Linked DNA regions of Macaca mulatta: region 2 is linked to region 1. A link is a contact called in public Hi-C data. All regions are on one chromosome and are shown on one strand. Each heading gives the region's core, a stretch centred on a gene start, on an enhancer-like site or on the middle of the called end of the contact. The rest is flanking DNA. Distances are from core to core; before and after follow the strand shown. Region 1 holds the start of SIM1 (SIM bHLH transcription factor 1). Region 2 holds the start of PRDM13 (PR/SET domain 13).

The links. A called contact is a pair of places that touch in the nucleus more often than the background predicts.
Region 2: a contact with region 1 is called in a Hi-C map of fetal cortex germinal zone, with 8 times the contacts expected there. The contact joins the promoter of PRDM13 here to the promoter of SIM1 in region 1. A contact is called at or near these places in 2 of 14 Hi-C or Micro-C datasets (fetal cortex germinal zone and fetal cortical plate) and 1 of 4 datasets of contacts at active chromatin or transcription factors (interneurons).

What each region holds. Positions count from the first base shown.
Region 1 is chr4:85,409,675-85,413,131 of T2T-MMU8v2.0, reverse strand. SIM1 (SIM bHLH transcription factor 1) reads right to left here and starts at 1,626. Exons shown (of 12, transcript XM_015136983.3): 1 at 1,256-1,626; 2 at 1-578. The coding sequence starts at 130.
Region 2 is chr4:86,256,735-86,259,893 of T2T-MMU8v2.0, reverse strand. It overlaps PRDM13 (PR/SET domain 13), which reads left to right and starts at 1,898. Exons shown (of 4, transcript XM_078001070.1): 1 at 1,898-2,041. The coding sequence starts at 1,898.

The DNA.
Region 1 (3,457 bases), core at 377-2,876:
TGATTATGGATGCTTTGTCCAGCTGCGAGGTGATAGCCGAAGGCAAAGGCAGTAATTTAGCCAGTTCATAAAATTCACTGTTTTCCTTCTCCCTCCTAGTCCGGGCAGCATTTTTGGACTTTTCTTTCATTGTGTCTTGTTCCCCCTTTCTTCTTACAATGTAAACTCCGCAGATTCATCCAAAACAAAAAATAAACTTTCAATTAGAGATCATATTTGGCAAAAACATAAAACATACTTTGAATAAAGAGGCTGAAGTATTTGCACCAAGAACAGTGTATTAATGGCAGTAAAAGACCAGCGGGGGTGAACGGAAAATATTTTCTTTGAAAATGCGGGATGCAGTATAGGAAAGTTGCTGATCCACGGAATTTGGGCAATCCTGGGGGTCCTCGGGGTATCAAATGCCGGTGGGACCCCTGAGGAGCCAGCCTTTTCTTTTACTCCGAGCTGCGAACGCTGGTCCTCGGAAAATCGACATAATAATCCCCGACGTTTGTTCTTCAGTCTCGCGGCATTTAAGGTATCTCCGAGCCCCTTTGGGAAGAGCAGGAACTCCAGACAACTCTTTCAAGGCCCTGTGAAGACAACAACATCAGAGCATAAGAGATCCGCGGCTCCACAACCACTCACACACTTGTCCCAATTCCAAAAACACGGCCGGAAAGGGACTCAGCGTGCCTAGCCAGGCGTTTTGGGTTTGTTTTTAAAGAACCGGATAAATCGGCAGCGAGACGGCCCCCTGCAAATAATGCTGGCATTCCCTGACCCATGCCAGCCACATCCTCCAGACCCCTGGGAAGTTGCCCAAACAACAAAATGCATATTTTTGAAGACCCGCAAGAGACTTTCCGCTGCAGGTCCCCGAGCCCGCGCCCAGGTTGGGTGCATGTCCCATGAAAGCAGGTTTCTACAATTCAGAATTCCTCCACGGCGCGGCGGGGGCCTTTCAGCTCCCGACCTTGGCAGATGTGGACCTTGGCTACCTCTTTAACTTGGGCCTTAAGTCTGAGGGATTCCTCAAAAAGTGACACTTACACACCAAGTCCCTCGGGACTCCCAAGGCGACCCAGCGCTCTGGCTGCCCAGCAGGGGCGGCAACAAGCGGGGTCCGGCAGCGCCAGGTTAACAGGTGGCGCGGTCGCGACAGCCCCTCGCAGGCGCCCCGGGGGTGGGAAGCGCCGCGGCCTCTCCCACACCGCCGCGGAGCTCCAGGGTTGCTGGTAGGGCGCGGGATGTCTTCTGCTTCACCTACCTTCAGTCCCCACAGGCGGCAGAGGGTTCGGGGGCGCCCATCTCTTAATTGTACTCATGCCTACCGTCCAACCCAGCGGCTCTGCCGGCCTCTCCGCTTCCCACCGGCAGAGAGGAGCAGAGCATTCCCGGCTCCCTTTTCTGGATCATGAATTGGAGGAGCGGTGCGTGGCAGAAAAAGGAGGATGCAAGCTTTGGGAAGAGTGAGGTGATTTTAGAATCCTGGTCCTCCGTAGTTGCTACGAAGCCAGTTCACTATTATTCCTAATTGGAAGCCGAAAACTGTCCCCCGTAACTTCTTTATAGCTTAAGGGTTTAGCTTCAACTTCACTCCCGGGCCGCCTCTCTCCCGCCCTCCCTCAATGCCACTCAAAAGCCTTCTAGCCTCCCATTGGCCTGGCCTGGCCAGGGGCGAGGCGCTCATTGGCCAACAGGGATGAGTGACACGAGTCGGCCCCGCGCCGCCCTCCGCGCGTCCAGGCTCCGGGGTCTGGATCTTACTATCCGCTCCGCCGCTGGGCTCCTAATGAGCCCCGGGTGCGGGGTCGGCGCTGTCCGGTTGCCGCCGCTGCTCGCGGCCTCCTGGGCCTTCCCGACATCGTGTGCGACCCGCGTTCCTCGGGCTGCCTGGGGTCGGGTGGTTAAGCGCTCAGTCCAGCGCGGCGGCCCAGAAGAGCCGGGGACGTCCGGAGGCAGCGGAGGTCGGACCGGCTGGTTAGTTCTACCCGCGGAGGAGGCAGGGTTGGCCCAAAGACCCAACCCGCTGGCAGTCGGGTTCCGACGGCATGCGCTAGGCCGGTTTTGTGCTTTATTTTCTCTTTCTGTGAAACCATGAAGACACGGAATTCATTGCCAGAGGAAATAAATACAATGACTGTCTTTAAATTAATCCCAAAGAAGTGCGCCTTTTTCTAAACGGTTTGGGTTTGGGGGCTGATTTTTTTCACTGTGGAAAGCTCGATCAGGGAGTTTTCCTGTGGGGAGAAGCGAGGGGGACACTAGGGGAACACGTTACATTTCAGGGCAAAATAGAATGATTGATATATAGAGATACATATCACAACAGTCCGTTATCTTAAACATTAGCCAACTCTTTGCCGGGTTTTGTTTCAGGAAACAAAAGTCCAACATGACTATTCCTTACAGAAAGGATACAGTCTGCATGAATGAACTTAACGATGCTCACAGTTCCCTAATAGGAGCTCACAATTCCCTAATAGGAGCTGGTTAAACAAACGCTCACCAGGACTCTCCCTGAGTAATTATCTCTTAGAGACCCTCTAATTTGAAACGCCTTCTCTTTCTCTCATCTGAGAAAACACAACAGATAGCATAGAGAAAAACTCAAATTGTCCCAAAACAATTGTTGTGCTCACCAATCACATCCTACAGACTCGATTCCCGGCTTGGTTTGGGTACTGCCTGTGACCAGATTCGGCTCCCGGAGGTGCGTTTGGGGGGAGTTGTTTCATCTGTCATAAAAATCAGTGAGAACACCAGTGACTGGGCACTCATCCTCTCGTTTGTGGCGCTAATTGCCATTGAGAAAATAAATACTTTGAAGAGGGGTGTGTGCCATTCTGCTGATATTCAGAACAACTTTAAGAGTGTTTGTTCAAAAATACAGACATCTGCCACCTCCTTGCTGCCCGATGGCAGTGAGATCCTCGTAGAAGGACAACAGGAGCTTTCTGGTGGTATTTACACATCTGGGCAACACCTGGCTGGAGGAGGTGAACTTTTTGGATAGAAAGAAAAAGAAAGAAGCACGGAGATTTTGTACGTCTTTCAAAACTGGAATCCGGCTAATGGACTCCAATCCAGGAGGAGTCATTTCCCCAGTGACTGTAGCCACTTACAGACCTGGTTCTGGGCGGCTTTCAACCACCCAGTGATGCACTTTTAACAAACATGGCTAGAAGATAGCGAGAGATGCACTGTGGCTCACTTACACACAAGATTCCAGAAAGATCAGATAAGGTCAAGTTGGCTACTACATGTAAAGTCGGGGGTGGAGAGTGCGTGTGGAGAGGGAAATAAACTTTCTTGACCCTCCTCTCCCCTCCAACCAGGTCAGATATAGCTGCCAGGCAAAGCAATGACACTCAGGGTTAAGAGGAGGTTTTCTATTGACTGTGTTCTAGAGAGGATTTCAGTCAAGTCTGCGGTTACTCTAACCCTATCTCTACTTAAAACAACATGC
Region 2 (3,159 bases), core at 649-3,148, 850 kb before region 1:
GAGCTTCCAGAATGCACTCACTCTACAGATTGTTGTTACAAATGAAAGTGAACCGCGGAGAGGGAGCAAAGGGTCTGTTTGTATCCATCATTCCCATTTTACAGACTAGGAGGCCGAACCTCCGAAGCAATCCACTAAAGGTTCCCCGAGTCTTGAGTGGGAGAGCACAGAATGAATGATCCTGAGTGTCCTGGACCTGCCCAGTGTGGCGAACATAGGTTTCGACTGAGGGGCACTACACGGAGCTTCTCTGAAGACCTCCTCAGATAAACTGCTGAGTTGCAGGTGTCGCCACCTTGCGTCCTGCCACCCTTGCTAACCACAATCGCTCCAGCACCTTCAGCCCACAAAGCCTGGAGAAGCTAGCAGCGTGGGCGCTGCTGAGGGCCCTCCGCCCTTTTGTGCAGTGGCTGGGCCTCTGGCGCTAGGCTTGGAAATACACCACCACTCAGGCCTCTCTTGGAAGAACTGCATCGGGCTCGGTGCTGGCTGCATAGGATTGGGGGAGCTGTGCCCAGAGCTAGCAGCACGCGGCAGGTGCCGGCAGGAGTCACAAATATCTGATGAATTTGATAACTCGGCTATCATTTATGAAAATAAATGTCCGCACGCTAATTGGAGGCTTCCCTAAAAGAAAACGGGGAGCTCTCCGGTTTAACTTCGAAGTACAACGTCTTGTTAGTTCACAAAGTAGGTGTAAGAAAGAGTTGTCCCAAACGCCCACCTCGCCCCCCTTCTCTACAACCTTTAGCAGATTGCGGTGATTTCGTTTTTGTTTATTTTATTATTATTTTTTAATAGAAAAGTCCAGGTTGTTGGTTTTAGGGGAGTTAGTCCAAGGACCTCTTCCAGGGGACGTGATCAATAACCCACTGTTAGAACTTCTTCCTCTTCAACCCTGGGCCGCGGACCGGGGGGCAGGATCCCCGGTCGAAACTGTTGGTTCTGGGGTCGTTTCCCATTCTCCAGAGAAAGTGCAGGCCCGGGGTGTGCCCGAGAAAAGTGATGCACAGTTGACCGCGCCTTCTCAACTTGATCTGGAGGCTTCATCATATTTTGGGACGAAATGGGACAGAAGTGACAATTAAAGCAGTTCTAAATAGACGACTGGCCTGAACCCAATCCCCTGAAATGGTAAAATGGTCGTTATTTAAAAAGTGTAGGTATTTTCTGGTGTTTTCCCATCAAGTACCTGCCTAATTTCTGTATGGCACACGCCAGAAATCAATAGAAGTTAACAAGTCCTCCAAACAGTCTCCATCTCTTTGTTTAATCTCCTTTACAATAAAGCCAAGGGGAGAGAATTACAAATCTTTGAAGTAGACCAAGGCTCAAAGGAATCAGCCAAGTAGACTTAAAGTAGTCACTTATTTCCCAAAACTGGTTTGTCGGGGAACAATAAAAGGAAGTAAAATTTATGGAGAAATTATACAGTGGATTTGTCACTTAAAATATCGTAACTGTCTCGAGGACAATACCCCATGCTGAGGATTAATGGTCCCGCCGGACCTTTGATTCACCAGTGCCTTTTCTTCGCCCTTGACAAATTGGATTTTTAGGAATGGGAAGGTCGCCTGGACCATTGTGTGCTAGCCATTCAGAGGCCTCGATTATGCAGGGGGCTGAGGGAACCACTCCATGTGACCCTCTCGGGTAGGACTCTGCAGCTGCTTCGCAGCGCGACTCTCTCACCAAACTACGCGCCCTTGCGCTGGCGGTGCCAAAAGGCTCCCGCCCCAATTGAAAAGGCGCAGTGCATGCCCGCCCGCGTCACTCCGCGGGCGGAGGACGCACGTCGGGGCGCGGCTCCCTGGCTAGCGCGTAGCTCCAGCTCTGTCACTCGCGCCCTTCCGAGGACCTGGCGCACCCGAGCGCCTGCCTGGGGGCGGCGGCAACAATGCACGGAGCCGCCAGAGCTCCAGCCACCAGCGTGAGTGCCGACTGCTGCATCCCGGCCGGCTTGCGCCTCGGACCGGTGCCTGGTACCTTCAAGCTGGGCAAGTACCTGTCAGACCGCAGGGAGCCCGGGCCCAAGAAAAAGGTATTGACCATTCAGACCTCCGCCCACTGCTGTTCGCCTCTCAGTGCCCTGACCCGGGAAAGGGCTAGAGAGAGAAAGTGGAGGAAGGGAGTGATTGAGTCGTTACCTGCTAATTCTGCCGGGTGGAAGGGGACTCCTGTTATTCTGAGCAAGTAGCCTCTTTAACTGTGAGAGCTGGACGGGTCGGGTTGAGAGGAGAGGATGTGGCCGAGGGGGGACAGCCCTGGGTGGGGTGCACTGAGGGCTGTAGGTGCCGGGACCATTCGCGGCTTGTGTTTTCCCCCGCGCTCTCGGGTCTCCTCAGAACCCAGAAGCCCACCCCCGCACTCTGACCTCAGCTCTCTCTGCAAAAGCACCCTCTTTCTGGGGGTGTAGGGCATCGAGAACCTTTCTTCCCTTCTGCCCTTCAATATGTTAATTTGAGGCCTAATTTCGCCTTAAAATAATTTACTTTTTTTTCCCTAAACAAAAAAAATCTTTGGGAGGCTCTCAGTTCCCAGAATCTCCTCAGATATATATATTTTTCCCCTTGCCGATGTCGGCTTGTGGGTTTGGGGCATATGGAGAGAGGATGAGCAAGGTGCTGGCTCTGACGCGGGCTCCAAGGGCGAGGGGCGCCCATCAGCGCGGGGCACAGGATCAGAGCGCCTACAGCGGGGCTGTGAGAGTTCAGAGTCCCAACCGGCAGGCGCCAGGGCCAAACCACTAGCTTTGACTCCCACACCCCACACACCGTTGCGACCCCTGATCAGGGAGACTTAAAGCACTTGCCCGCTTTGGGGGTGTCCCAGGAGCCAAAGGTCGGCAAACAGCGACCAGGAAATGAAGGCAGAAGTCAGGGGTAGAAGGAAGGGCTTTGGCTTCCTTGGCTTTATAGCTTGCTTTGCTTGGAGATTTCTAGTAAGAAAAAGCTCCGGTGTCCAGCCAGCGGGACTTGTACCTCGCTCCTCCTGCAATCACGCCCCCCCCCCCCCCGCCCCACTATAGTCTAAAGCAGGGTTTGGTGCCCACCGCGCATTCCTCTTTAAACGCTTTTTAATTGCTTTTAAATGGCCTGCCAGCTGCGGGCAAGCTTTTCCCCGCTTGGGCTTTGTTCTGAGACTTTCGCTGCAAGGCTC